Linked DNA regions of Sus scrofa: region 2 is linked to region 1. Evidence: chromatin contacts called from public Hi-C data. All regions are on one chromosome and are shown on one strand. Each heading gives the region's core, a stretch centred on a gene start, on an enhancer-like site or on the middle of the called end of the contact. The rest is flanking DNA. Distances are from core to core; before and after follow the strand shown. Region 1 holds the start of STX17 (syntaxin-17). Region 2 holds the start of ERP44 (endoplasmic reticulum protein 44).

Evidence for each region. Hi-C and Micro-C count contacts between places; a contact is called where the count stands out from the background.
Region 2: a contact with region 1 is called in a Hi-C map of skeletal muscle, with 6 times the contacts expected there. The contact joins the promoter of ERP44 here to the promoter of STX17 in region 1. A contact is called at or near these places in 1 of 5 promoter capture datasets (liver), 3 of 47 Hi-C or Micro-C datasets (embryonic fibroblasts, heart right ventricle and skeletal muscle) and 2 of 2 datasets of contacts at active chromatin or transcription factors (alveolar macrophages and skeletal muscle).

The regions. Positions count from the first base shown.
Region 1 is chr1:241,653,539-241,661,185 of Sscrofa11.1, reverse strand. STX17 (syntaxin-17) reads right to left here and starts at 3,722. Exons shown (of 9, transcript XR_002336997.1): 1 at 3,635-3,722.
Region 2 is chr1:241,893,080-241,900,726 of Sscrofa11.1, reverse strand. It overlaps ERP44 (endoplasmic reticulum protein 44), which reads left to right and starts at 3,295. Exons shown (of 12, transcript NM_001137629.1): 1 at 3,295-3,434. The coding sequence starts at 3,378. It overlaps INVS (inversin), which reads right to left and starts at 3,042. Exons shown (of 17, transcript XM_021066620.1): 1 at 2,800-3,042.

The DNA.
Region 1 (7,647 bases), core at 2,473-4,972:
ACAAGATGTAACGGAACCCAAAGTGAAATGCAAACTATAAAAAATAAAAGTAACTGCATTACAAATGAGCAGCATAATAACTAATCTAGGTAACTTTGGAAAATAGTAAACTGGATTTAAACACAAAGCTAAAGACAAAAAGAATTATGTAAGTACTATACTGTACTCTAGTTAGTAAATTTCTCATAGGACTATGGGTTAGAAATCCTGAAATTTATTAATGTATATACTGGGATTGAATAAATAAAGGAATATTTTGTAAAATATAAAAGCCAGATTTCTCACTATTGGAGAAAGAAGTTACAAATAAGGGGCAAGACTAGAAAGAACCCTGTGGTATTAAATTAGAAATGGAAGTATCAAAAAAACTTTAAATATATATATATATACACACACACACATATATATAATGTGTATGTATATATACACAAATAAAAAAAGTCAACATATGAAAGAATAAATAATGTATGCCTGTGTGTATCTATATGAACGATATGCACATTCAGTTGACCCTTGAAAATATGGATTTGAACTGTGAGGGTCCACTTACACATGGATATTTTCCAGTAAGTACTACACTACAGGAGTCACAGTTGAGTCTGCAGATATGGAACCTCAGATACAAAGGGACAAATCATGGGATCTGAGTATCCGTGGATTTGCACGGCTTTGGATTTTAGTCTGTGACGGGTCCTGGAACCAGTTCCCTACAGATACCAAGGGATGATGGTATGTACAAATAGCTAGAAATATATATATATATAATACACACTCACACACACTTCCTAGATGTCTTCTGCCGGGCACTAGAAGCAGTGATACCCCAGTAGCAATGAACACACCTAGCACCTAAATCGTTGATGGTTAAAAAAATACCACTCTCCAAACCAACCAGGGGGTCCTTGGAGAAGTGGTGGATTCAAGGGCTGTGTCAAGGAAAACACAAGAGAGCCTGGAGCATCCTCTGGTGTCAAAAAGAAAAGAAGTTCTCAAAAAATAACGAGGACCTATGAAGAGGGCACAAGAAGCACCCTGAAAAAACTTCCAATGGCCAAAGCTGGAACAATTTAAGACATAAAATAAATAACCACAGTGTAGGATAATAACCAACAGAAAGATAAATGAATCTATACTGATACAAAAAATTAACAATAAATAAATGAGAAGAAGGGGCAGCTCTTCTTTACAGAAAAACTCCAGGAGTTCCCACTGTGGCGCAGTGGTTAACAAATCTGACTAGGAACCATGAGGTTGCACGTTCGATCCCTGGCCTTGCTCAGTGGGTTAAAGATTCGGCATTGCCATGAGCTGTGGTGTAGGTTGCAGACGAGGCTCAGATCCTGCGTTGCTATGGCTCTGGCATAGGCTGGTGGCTACAGCTCCGACTGGACCCCTAGCCTGGGAACCTCCATATGCCATGGGAGTGGCCTAGAAAAGGCAAAAAGACAAAAAAAAACAAAAACAAACCAAAAAAAACTCCAATTAATAAGTGAAGAAGGAATGAGAGAAACAGAAAACCACCATCGAGATTATCACAGTAACAATTACTGAAAGCAAGAAAAAGTAATGGATGCTCAAATCAGCTAATTAAAGTTTGAAAAGAAACTGAGTATTTGTCTTGTTTAAAAGTTCCCCAGGGGGAGTTCCCGTTGTGACTCAGCAGGTTAAAAACCTGACATAGTGTCCTCGAGGACTCAGGTTCAATCCCTGGTCTCACTCAGTGGGTTAAGGATCCAGCATTGCCACAAGCTGCAGTGTAGGTTGCAGATGCAGCTCAAAACCAGTGTTGCCCTGGTTGTGGCATAGACCTGCAGCAGGCTCTGACTCAACCCCTAGCCCAGGAACTTCCATATGCCACAGGTACATTCATAAAAAGGAAAAAAAAAAAAAAAGTTGTCAGAGTTCCCGCAGTGGTGCAGTGTGGGTCACTACGGAGGTGATCCCCAGTCTGGCAAAGGTGACTAAAGAATATGGTATTGCCACAGCTGCAGAGTAGGTCACAGCTTGGCTCAGATTCAATCCCTGGTCCAGGAACTTCCATATGCTGTGAGTGCAGCCAGAAAACAAAACAAAACAAAAATTAAACAAAGTTCTCCCCCAACATACTGATTAGTTACAAAGGGAAAAGTAGTAACTTTAGAGAATCCCAACAGATACCACCTTAACCAGTGATCAAGAGTAATTTCAAAAGCAGTGTCATATCACACACCTCCTTACATGATGGACTACTGAGAAGGGCATACACTTCTGTGACATCAACAAAAACGCATAACCCTAATCTCACCGGGAGAAAAAACATCAGACAAAACTCAACTGAGGGACTCTCTACAAAACAAATAACCAGGACTCTTCAAAAGTGTAAAGGACCTAAAAGACAAGAAAAGACTTAGAAGCTGTCGCAGACTGGAGGAGACTCAGGAGCCATGTTAACTAAATGCAATGTGGGGTCTTAGATTGGATCCTAGAACAGAAAAAGGACATTAGTATAAAAAAAAAAGATGAAATCTTAAGAAAGCTGATAGTTTAGTTAACGGTGTTGTACCTAAGTTGATTTCCTACTTTTGATATTTGTATTACGATTATATGAGATGCTAACATTAAAGGAAACTAGAAAACTCTCTATTACTTTTCTAACTCCTCCGTTATTGTAAAATTATTTCAAAATAAAGTCTTTTTTAAAAACGTGTTGAGCTGTTTCATGTAAGACAGGCCAAACATTTCTACATCAAATAACTGCAACCATATTCACTGCACAGACACTTGGCTCGGGGGCTGGGGATGGGGGAATGGCAGGTGCTTACAACTATTACCAGCTGAATACCATACCATTAGTTTCCAGTAAGGAAAAAGTACTGGGAGGTTAACCAAATTACTTCGGATTATTTATAAAGGAAAAGCCCTATTTCTCAGAAAAAGTCCAAAATTGCTGGCAACAAAAAAAAGTGATGAACATCTTCCAACATTTCCCCACACCAGTGGCACCGAATGTCTTCAGCCACGTCGCCCTGATTTGTTTCGGACAAGATTCTGACTTGGGGACGCGTTCCTAAATTTGGAAAGAAAAGTCAAGGCCCCTGGTCCTACCCTATAGTCCGCTCTCTGAGCCTCTGATTCCGAATTTTAAAAAAGGGGGAGTTAAACATGGGACCTTCTAAGAGCCACCTCCCGGTCTGGCTGACAGGACACTCCACCCTCTCGCTTCGGGTCCTCCCCTCACTACCTCGGAGCAGAGTAACCCACAGCGCACCCGGGCCACAGAAACCAAACGCCCCTCCCCCCACCCTCGCCGAGAACGGGTACGCGGACCAGTCTCAGGACGTAGACGCCCACGACGCTGACGACCTATGGCCCACAGTGCGTCACGGCAGGGCAGACGATAGAAACTTTTCCACCCTGAGACCCCAGGAGGCCGACCAGCTCCTCCGGTCGGCCGCCCTCTATACCCGCTTCGAATAGCGCCTCCAAAACCGAAACCATCACTTCTTGGAGCTGAGAGAAGCCCCACAGAGCTCGCACTTCCGAACTGATACCCTGCTTCCCGCCGGGCGCCCCTCCCGCGCGCGAGGTTGGCACCCGGCCTACCATGCCACACAGGGCCTGACACCCATGAGGCGGCCTGTCGCGAGCCCCTTACCTCCCGCCGGGGCGCTTGAGACCAGTAAGCGCGCACAGCGCAGGCGCGGGCGCGACGGGGCGGGGCACCACGATAGGCCTGCCGGGCTGCGCCACGCCCCCTCCCGCCCCGCTCCAGCCTCGAGGGGTGTGGCCGGCTGTCCCGTGAGTACAAGCGATGTTGCCACTCTGGGCTGAGCTTTAAGAGGTTGTCTTGAGTTATGGTCTGGGTTTGTAAGTCTGTTGCATTTTAGGTGTGAGACGATTCACATACGTATGGGCCTCTACATTTTGCAGGGTTTTTTTCTATCCATTTTCCTGTGTTCTAGGAATTTTATTAGTTGGCCAGGTGTTCTTACCTCTTTACACATTGAAACTAAAGCTCAGAAAGGTTGTGCCTTCTCCTTCTCGTCCTCCAAAACCCTCTTAGGTGTTCAGGGCAAAAGTCTTGACTGTTACAGGTGCAGAAATTGAAGCTTGGTCCAATGCTTCCCTCCCCTCCCTGACCTGCTCCTGCCTCCCACCAAACAGGTGGAGCCCTTAATGCCACTGTCTTATCCTAACTTTATAGATAATGACACTGAGGCTCCAAGAGTTTCTGCTGACTCACTCCAGTTCAGCCAGTTAGTGACAGAGTTGGAACTCCGAATGGGTTTTTTAATTTCCTTCCCAAGTTTTTCCAGTTACACCAGCTGCTACCAATGAACAAGCAGATGGTTGGCTTTGAAGCCCTGTTCTAGATCACAGGTCTCCTCGCTGGTTAGACTGACTTACAGATCCAGCCTTTTTAATATGTGTTTGAATATTCAGATGACTTGCTCAGAATGTATCCACTGAATGATACTGTCCTCAGAAGTCATAAGGATGTTCAAGCCATAGCTAAGTAAACTCAGCTCTTGGGGTCTTGCAGTGGAGTGAAAGTAGAAGTTGTGGATCAATAAATATTAGAGGTCTATAAGAATTCCCTTGAAAGCAATTTCTAAAGTAAAGCATAAAATCTGCTAAGCATTTTGGATTTTCTTTGTGAGTATAGTGAACACTGGTGTTTTTTTACTCTAGGAATGAGGTGGTGGTAAAATTTTAATTCTAAGGAGAAAAATTAAAGTATTATATAATACCATGGGAAAAATTTTTTATGCAAGGGTCAGTTAAACAGATCTTTTGAAGTAGAAGTGTTGGGTTTTTTTAAGGGCCGCTCCCGCTGCATATGGAGGTTCCCAGGCTAGGGTCAAACTGGAGCTGTAACTGCTGCCACAGCTCATGACTATAACTAGGCCACAGCCATAGCAATGCTGGATTCAAGCCACATCTGTGGCCTACAACACAGCTCCAGATCCTCAATCCACTGAGCAAGGACAGGGATTGAACCCACATCCTCATGAATACTAGTCAGGTTCGTTAACCACTGAGCCACTATAGGAACTCCTGAAGTAAAGGTCTTTTGAGTTAAGTTCTGAAAAAACTACCTCAAGTACACTAGGGAGGTGCAACACTCAAAGATTCTAAACCTGAAGCTAGGCTTCTAGATTATATGTATGTTTGCTATAAGTTAGGTCTATCAGGGAGGCTGATACACATATTTAATACACATAATTTGCTAAGAACAATGAACAAGCAGATAGTTGGCTTTGAAGCCCTGTCTAGATCACAGGTCTCCTCGCTGGTTAGACTGACTTATAGATCCAGCCTTTTTAATATGTGTTTGAATATTCAGATGACTTGCTCAGAATGTATGTAGAACTTTTTAATCTAACAATTCGTTAGCTTGATTTATAAATGTTACATATTTAGAAATATGGTATGTGGACCTCTTTTTGTACTTTTACCTGGGCCCTGAAGTTGTTAGGGACAGGCCTCCTGCTCCTAGCCTACATTTTCCTAAGATCCTAACTGAATCAGGAAGGCCAAATGAGACAAAACGGTAATAGATAAATAAATGGGGGGAAAAAAGAAAAATATTCTTTTAAGGCATTATGATTGCTTACTTGGAAAACCCAAAAGAATGGATTGAAACAGAGTAAAGTAGCTAGAAAAACAGCTTTCCTAAACAATCACCTGTTTAAAAGGAGGTGTAATGGAAGGAAAGATAGCATTTTTAAAAAGAGCAGAATCTAGTTTGTGTTTGTAAGGAATTATTGGAGCTATTTGAAGAATTAAGAATAATAACTAGGGAGTTCCTGTTGTGGCTCAGCAGAAATGAATCCAGCTAGTATCCATGAGGACTTGGGTTAGATCCCTGGCCTTGCTCCGTGGGTTAAGGATCTGGTGCTGCCGTGAGCTGTGCTGTAGGTCACAGCCACAGCTCAGATCCTGTGTTATAGCCTGGCAGCTATAGCCCTGATTTGACTCCTAGCCTGGGAACTTCCATATGCTGTGAGTGCAGCCCTAAAAAGCAAAAAATAATTAATTAGTTAATAATAATAATAGCTAAATTGGGTTGGGGTGAAAGGAGGGATTTCCAAGAGGCATAAGGAAAATTTGAAGGTAATGGGTATATTCATTATCTTGCTTGTGGTACTGATTGCAGGCGTGTACACGTATATTGAAACTTAGCAAATTATGTGTATTAAATATGTGTATGTGTTTATTATATGTCAGTTATAACTGAACAAGGCTATTTCTCGAGAAAACATTATTTACTTAAAGCCTACCATGGTTCGTAGAATACACTAAGGGAACGATGTATATTCACTATTTTAAATTAAGAAATCATTTTTCCAGGATTATAGCGCAAGTATATGGAGAACATGAGAATCAAATTCATATTTGGAACAATAATATAGACCTCCTAGGTGATCTTCCCGGCCATTCCTTTTCTGGGGCCTGCTGCTCCCCACCAGGGAGCAGGTGCTCAGTTTTGAGCCTCTGGCAGCCATTTTATACAGGCATGAACCCATGCTCCTGACCATAGTGAATTGGTCCAGGAGCAGACTCCTGACTCAAAATGAAACAGTAAGATATTTGTTCCAGGAATCTGGGATTGGGACTAGGATTCTAGCTTTAATCTGGCTTGCTTGCTTGCTTTTGCTGCTTTCTTGAACAGAGAAGATGGCTCACAGCAGATATCCTGGTGGCCATGTTTTTGATTCCATAGTCTAGTGACTCAGAGAAAGCCAGGCTGCTCATAAATCCCATTTAAGGTTGTGGAGAGATGAGTGTATGTATGTCCTAGGTCATGGTGTTAAGTTTATTTTATTTTATTACTGTAGGTCATGTTCAAAAAACATTTAAAGTCACTACCTTCACTAGGTTCTTTCTCTATCCATGAATTATTGAAATATCTGTGCAGTTCTGGATGCATTATATTTCTTTGTGCATCCTATCATTCTAACCATCTTGTGAACTGAGAGGAAGAAAGATTAAAAATAAAGTGATACTAATGGTTACCTTCAGCATGGAATTAACTGGGAGAGAGCATAAGTAGCTTTCTCGGGTGCTGGAAATGTTCTTTGTATTGATCTAGGTGACAATTCATCAAGCCGTACACCTAAGATTTGTGTGTGCTTTGTATGAGTTATACCACAATAAAAAAAGAAAGTAAATAAAGAGCTAGCAATTCCTGATTTAAAACAAACAGAATCTTTTAGTAGACAAGGAATAGATTCTGCCTTATTGTTTCTCCCTATTACTTCTCTCTGAAATACTGGTGAAATAGCAGCTGTAGTCCTTACTGTTGTTAGAGATCTTCACTCCTTGGAATATAAAATAAAAAGCCATGAAAGAGATAGGAGAGGGAGGTGAGAATGATCAGATACACGAAAAAGAAACAGAGTTTGCAGCACATTCGAATTCCTGGTTCCAGCTCATTCCTGGGGCTTAACCCCAATCAACACTTAGGTCTAATTATACCCCACAGCCTTCTAACCCCCAACCCCAGCTCTCACCTCTACTTTGTCTTTAATTGCTTAAACTCTACTCCTTTCAGTCAAGACAATTCTGTTAAAGAGACAAAGCCTTATTAGTTTCTATTATTGTATGATATCATTTTAAACTCATACATAGTGTTCACTGGCTTTAGTACTTAAACCTCTCCAC
Region 2 (7,647 bases), core at 2,046-4,545, 240 kb before region 1:
GGTATCTCATTCTTTCTCTCATGTCCACAAAAGGAGGAAGTTTTATTTGTTCTCTCCTTGTGTCCACAAGGAAAAGATAAGTAGTTAGAGACCTTGACCTTAGTAACTTACTTGGAAACATCACTAGGATAAGCCATGTTTCATTAAGAAATATTTTGCTCTGACTGGTAGACTGATAATAGTTTGATAAGAACCTTCTAGGAATGTATTAGCTGTGCAGGAAAATAGTGAGTTCCCTATCTTATGATTTTAAGCAGAGGCTGGATTATGTCAGAAATGCAGGAGGAGTTCCCGCTGTAGTGCAATGGGATCAGGGGTGTATCTGAAGCACCAGGATGCAGGATCAATCCCTGGCCCAGCACTGTGGTTTAAAAGATATGGCGTTGAGGCAGATGTGGCACAGGTCACAGCTGTGGCTCAGAAACCCTGTATGATGCAGGGCGACTCAAAAAAAGAGGAAGGAAGGAAGAAAGGGAAAGGCAGAAAGAAAATGCAGCAGGAAGAATTCAAGCATTTGATAGGAAGGAAAGAGGGGGTAGTTGCATCAGTGATCTTAAATTTTCTTTCTAAAGCTAAGATGCTATATCAAAGTTTCAAGGATCAGGGAGATAACAAATGCAAGAAACTTGGAGAATTATATGGATCACAGCAAACTGGAGCATACATACCTGTCTAAAGTGAGCAGCTATTTATTAGCTACAGTTAGTATTTGCCTTAAGGGTAAGCAAGCCCTCTTCTGATTTTACTAAAAGATGACACTCCAATCTCTGTGACTCTTGAGGATATGGGAATTTTGTAAGATAAATTTATCACAACTGATGAGCTAGTACTTGGCTGTCATTGACAGGATTATTGGTTCAAGTTCTGCTTTAGAGTAAAAATACTTTCTTAATTTTGGCAAAGGTCAGCTCTTCATGTCTTTATTTGGCTGACAATTTGATTTAACACGTTGGCAGAAATTATGGGCATTTTAAGACACTTCTGTCATGTCTGAGCATGTCTGTCATGTCAGAAAAACAAGTTATATATGGAATTACATTAAAGTGACTTAGAGGCTACAAAACAGGAGCGTAGGTGGAAACACGGTAGAGGAGTAATTGCACTTGGGCTCAAGGTCCAGTTCTGTTAACAATATGCGGTGTGCACCTAGGCTATTTCAGCTCTGATTTTCTGTAAAATAAGAAAAATGGAGGGAGTTCCTCTGTGGCTCAGAGGGTTACAAACCCGACTACTATCCATGAGGATGTGGGTTCGATCCCTGGCATCACTCAGTGTGTTAAGGATCCGGCATTGCCATGAGTTGTAGTGCAGGTGGCAGATGCAGTTTGGATCCCCTGTTGCTATGGCTGTGGCATAGACTGGCAACTGCAGCTCCATTTTGACCTGGGAACTTCCATATGGTGCAGGTGTGGCCTTAAAAAGCACACACCCACCGACCCACACACAAAGAAATATGTAAACAGTAGGCCATGTTGATTTATTCAACAAGTGGAGGGCCAACAATGTGTTAGACACTGTTCTGAACTTTAATACCTGTTACTTTAGACTCTAAGTGATCATCAGAGTCAGAGAAATTTTTCATACCTTTTGAGAAATAAGCTTAAATTTTTATCTCAGTTATATTTATATATACTTTGTCTCTTAATTCTTAGCATTTAGCACAGTAACAGCTATGTAGCTGGTGTTCAGGAAATGTTTGTTGAATGAAAAGTCGTAGGCTGAGTGCTAAGTCCAGAGAGTGAGCAGGGTCAAAGTTTAGGTTCTTGGAGTAAGGAGTTCATACTCATGAGTCTCTGTTCTTTAATTCCTCATTTGTCTGTCAGAGAGTTCACTGAGTGGTATGGAGATAAGAACACTGGACTAGGAGAAGAGACCTAATTAAAAATTTTGGCTCTACCGCTATTTACTTTTATTAGTCCAAGAAATCCATTCTTCAGGGTTCTTTTTTCTTTTCTTTTTTTAGCTCAAATATATATATATGTATATGCATGTATATACATATATATTTAGTTATAATGCTTTTTGTAAACTTCTATAGATGAAAATCAAAACCACTTTGTTAATTAAGGAATGCTATAAATGCAAAAGTACCATCATCATCAACTAATTACAAAACAAGCCAGTGTAGTAAATGCTCCAGTAATTCTAACTATAGAAAACTAGTGGTGCTGTAGTCACAAGCAAAGAAGAGTAATTTTGATTAAATCCAAAGTGTTGATTGTTTGGTAAGTTGTCACTGATGGTGACAGTTGAGATGCTATCCAAGTAGAGAAGAGAAGCTTCCATTCAGGCAGCAGGGAAGTTGAAGGAAAGGCAAGGGGTAGGGAGAACCACAGAAGAGCCAAGTACCTCCTGATTACTTGGCAGTGATTGTGTGGCTACCACTTGGGGCATGTGCCTTGGCTGGGTTGGAGAGCTAACCCAGCTCAGGTTAAGTTCCTCAACTACTTGGCTAACGAATTTTGTAATTATTCTGTAAGAGTGATCCACGCATTAGCAGCAATCACTCTCGCACTGAGTTTTCACTTTACAACGTGCTCTTCCAGTCCATCCCATATCTATTCCGTACAGGAGCCAAAGAAACAATTAGGGTTAAGTTATTGACACATTCCACTGAAACCCAGAGAAGTGGTTCTTTTATAATGCAGGAATTAGTGCAGAAAGAAGAGGTAGCAGGCAAGGAGGCTAGTGATGGAGGTTCAGGCCACAACTCAGGCCAAGAGGCCCTTGAGTTTGAGGCAGGGGCCAAGGCGTGGCAGATTGTTTAGTGCCTCCCCAGCGATGCCCCCTCCTACTCACCCTCGCCTCCTCCAGGACTCACTTCCTAGGGGTGGCTCCAGGAGGGACGAGCCCCGCTGGCCCGACCCTCTCACCAGGTCAGGCCACTACATCCGGCTGGGATAGAGCCCACCGTGCTAAAACTAGCGGAATCCCTCAGAAGGCCGTCCCAGTCTCTCGACTGTACAGCCTTCTGGGAATTGTAGTTCTCATCTTCTAAAACACAGGAGTGCACCCGCCCTCCGCCCTTTCTATCCCACAGGTCCCCGCGCGCAGCGGAATCGGTGGACTCGGGCCAAGAGCCTGATGGGAAAAGAGTTCTGGGCGCCCGCTGTCCTGATCCTTGAAAATGGCCCAGGACTACATTTCCCTAGATGCTCCGAGGTGGGCAGGACCCGGAAGTGAGGATGTGAGAGGCCTCTCTGGAAATTGTCCCGGGTGTTCGCCGCTGGAGCTCCGGGTCGAGAGGACGAGGTGCCGCTGCCGGGAGAGTCTTCCGCTACCGCCGGCTCCCGGAGCCCAGCCCTTTCCTAACCCAACCCAACCCTCTCCAGTCCCAGCCGCCAAGGCCCGTCCCTGCCGCGGACCCCGGCTTTACCATGAATCCTGCCGTCTTCCTATCCTTACCCGACCTCAGATGCTCCCTCCTGCTCCTGGTGAGTGAGTGAAGGAATGACAGACCCTTCGACTGACTCACGGACGTCCTCCCCCGCTAGCCAAGAGGCTTACAGCTGCCCCGACTCCTGCTTTCCTATCTTTTCTTCTAGTGGCGAGGAGTGCACCTTCTCCTGCTGCCTTCATTCTCGACATCCGTCTGTCCGCTTCCCAGGCCCGGGGTTCCCAAGGCCTGAGAAACCACTGTCGGAGGTTGGGACCTGTGAACAGGAGAATTAGCCCTGAATGAAGGATCTTTGGGAGGGTGACGGCTAGTAGCGCCCCTTCCCACGGAGTTCGGAGGTTGTTTTGGTCTAAAGGGCTCGTGGACTTCGTGGTAGCCTAAGTCCAAAAGGACGGGGGATAGACCTACTGCTCCCTCCCACCCCCTCCTTTTGGGAAAAATGTGAGGCCGACAGGTGCTGGGGTCGTGTGAATCTCTCTAGAGCCCTGAAACGGTGCCCGGTTTGGCGGAGCCCTCTGTTGTGGCTTGATACGATTGGTTGGGAACCCGGAACTGGAAACTGGTCTGGTGTCCACCGGGGGAGTAAAGGTTTGAAGGGTGGAGGCTTTGATTACCAGAAAGCCTCAGCTCAGGGCCTCACTCACGTCTTGTTTCACTGCCCCCCACCTGAAATATAAGCACATTTGTTCTTTAGTGCTCCTGATTTGTGAATGACCTGGTCTTCTGTATACATACGCACTTACTCTTTAACTCTCTCACCGGCTCAGTACCATCCCATCTTGTAAAGGAATCTTCCCCTGGTCCTTCTTCCTCCAAAGTACATCTTTGTGCAACCTAAGTAATCCAAGCTGCAGGTCACATTGAGGCAAAAGTGAAAGACTAACTCCATATGATAAAATGATATACCTTTAATTGTTGTTATAATACAATACTTGAAAATACTTTAATCAGTTTATTTTTTAAAAGCTGAATTTAAGGTGAACATTAAGTCATAATCACTCTTTATATTGTGAGAAACATAATTGACATATAGCTGGTTACTGGCAGAACTGGAATTTGAAGCAGGTCTATGGACTCTCAGTGCTTATTCTACCATATTATGTTAAATTTTTAATATTTGCGTTTGAAATAATTTCTCTCTCTCTATACCTTCTCTTCTTGTTTCCCCTTCTCTTCTCTGTGCTTCCTCTTTCTTTGTGATTTCCAAATCATATGCAAAAGCCATACACAGTACTTGAACCTTTTCAGAGAAAGTATTATAAAAAACTAAAGTGGATGTCATAGTTCTTCCTAGAACTAAAAGTTGAATATGAACATGGTAGTGCTAAATGATAAAAGTGTCTTATTGTCACTTAAAACTAAAAGTAATGAGTAGCTTCTGTGTAGAGGAAAATACTCTTTGTAGAGCTGTTTCTAGGCAATTGCATTATATACTGTGGGTCTCTCCTTCCAAAAATACTGAAGTAGTACTCATTGTTATTAGAGACCATTCTCTCTTTAAGGATAATAGATAGTAGTCTTTTCCTTACCCATAAAAGGGTCAGAATTATGAGTTCTCTGCCAGGAATTACTTTTAGGATACAAAAAAAAAAGGGTAAAAATCTTAAGAGATTAGAAAGAAAAGTTGAAATACTGAATAGAAAAATTACATCAGAGTCACCATTTATTTGTAGAGCTAAGTTGAAGGAAAAAGAATTTGAAATAACTCATCCTTTTTATAGAAAACCTGCAAATCCTGTTAAGCATGAAAAAGAATTTTTTCTAATATAAAATCTAGTTAATGTACACTTATTTCTTTAAGTAAATGTAGAGGAATAGAAGACATTTTAGAGAATAAATGTACAGGTTAATAAGCTGCCAAATAAAGCCCAAGAAAAGGTTTAGTAACCCAGAGTTACAAGTTGAGCTAGATTCAGTTTGGGTGTTTTTAATGTTTACTGAAGTAGTTTTAATAATACGCTAGTTAGCAAATATTTATAGAATGTCTGTCTAATCACAATTTGAATTACTTATCTAACTAGCAGTTCTGTTCTAGTGATGGAACTTGCTTATTCTATATCTCACCTGTCTAAAAATATCCTTTATCTTCCCCAACATACTCTGTTCCTCCTCCCTCCAACTCCCCATCTCAAACTTCAGGTTTATTACTTCCCATGTACAGCCATTGAATATCCAAGTTCCCACCTAGCTGAGGTCATTTTTTCCACAAATGGTCTGCTCTAAAAAGCGGTATATTGTCTTACCACAATATTTTTTTTTTCAGGCAAACTATACCTTAGCCCTAAAGAAGTGGATCAATTGAGATTTAGTGCTGTTCATAAGATTATAGCTGAAACATGAAATCCTAAACTTCTGTAGACAGGTTTTTTTTTTTTTTCCTTCTTCTTCCTTTTGTGATCTCAAAAGCATTTTGGTACCTATCATTCAATGCCTAAAAAGCCTTTCTGGGATGGGTAGCTAAACACAGAACCTCAATGTGATAACTTTTTTCCCTTGATATTTAATGTATACATATATTTAAAGTTGGATCTTAGAGGATGGGTTCTTTTATTTCAGGCTTGCTTTATAAAACACCCCCATTGCCTTTAAATTATTTTTAAACTCCACTGAATTTGCAATATGTGTTCGATAAAGTGGGATAGTATAATGCACTGATTTTGGATAAATCAGAAAAGAAATTTTGAGTCAGCTAGCAAATGCAAAGAGGCCATAATCCTCCTTATACCATTTCTATACCTCATTGTATATATTGTTTCTGTTATAGTTTGAATTGGTCTAATAGATGTGTGATTACGACTTTGTGAACTATATAGTCTCTGCCTCCATAACTGTTAAATCGTATTTTATGGATGATTTGATTGCCGGAGACAGCAGTGTTTCTCTGCTAAAGCCCCAATGTATGTTAATACCTGGATTGGGAAATTGCTTCCCAGTAGTGTGTGCTTTTAAGGAGAGCTGCTTGAATTAGAGAAAAGCACCTGGCCAGATGTATCAGAGCATAATATTTTCATTTTTCTATGTGACAATCATTACTTGGCAGCTCATAAGTAAGATAAGGGAGCATTTCATTTATCACTCTAACCAAAGAATCAGTTATTTATTAATTAGCCCATTTCTGCTTATCTTTCTATCTGAGATGGGTTTATTCAGGATTAAAAGTGACCATTTTCTGCTTTAGTTATTTCTTAGCAGTTGTTCTTCCTGCATTGGCTATGTACAATAGTTTTAAAAAGGTAAGATAAGAGAAATAAGACTAAATTGAAATGAACTGCCTGATATAGCCTAGATAACCTATTCTGTGGTTCAGAGATTTGTAACATTCCACTCCAGTTGTTTTATTGAGGACATTTTCTCATTAATATCTTGATGGTTAAGTTTATAGATCATAAGTTGTTACTAGCCTAATTGCCTTGTGCCTGGACATTAAGTCTTTTGCCATTATTGCTCCTGGTTTGTTCAATATAAATAAGAAGCAAAGAAAAGCTTGCTTAGGTTAGGAAAATAAGTAAATCAGAGAGCTAAATAAACATTTATTTAAGTAAACTATAAGTACCTTGAAAATAAGTACAGCAGAATTCAGAGATGTCAGTTTTACCATTAGAGCCAATAATAAATACTGATTCTTCACTTCAAGAAGAGTGCTTTTGGAGACATGTAGTTCCATTCATAGCTCAGTAAGTTATTTATCCTCTTCATATGACTTGCCCCAGATCAGTGGTTTGTAAAACACCTGGTTGTTCATTAGAACCACCTGGGGAAGTTTTAATAAAATGATGTCTAGGCCCTTTACCAGGCTAGTTATGTCTCAGGGGCCCAAACATTTTTGGTTGGTTTTGTTTTCAAATTCCCAGGTCATTTCTTCTTTCTTTAGTATGGCTCTCTAAAAGATAAGGATTAAACAACAAAGAAAAAACAAAATATCATTATCACATCTAGAAAATTGGCAGAAATTCCTTTATATTATCAAATTTCTAATCAATGTTGAGATTTTCTTGTTTCAAAGAAAAAAAAAATTTTTAACACGTTGCATGTACAAAACAGGATCCATGTAAAGTCCAGGCATACCAGTGGGTTATTTGTCTAAAACTTTATGGATTCTCTATCTCATGTTTTTTTTCTTGTAACTTATTGATTGAGGAAACTGGGTCCTCTGTCCTATAGAATTTCCCATATTCTGAATATTACTGATTGTATCCTCTTGGTGAAGTTTTATGTTTCTATATTGCTTTCTTTCTTTCCTTTTTTTTTTT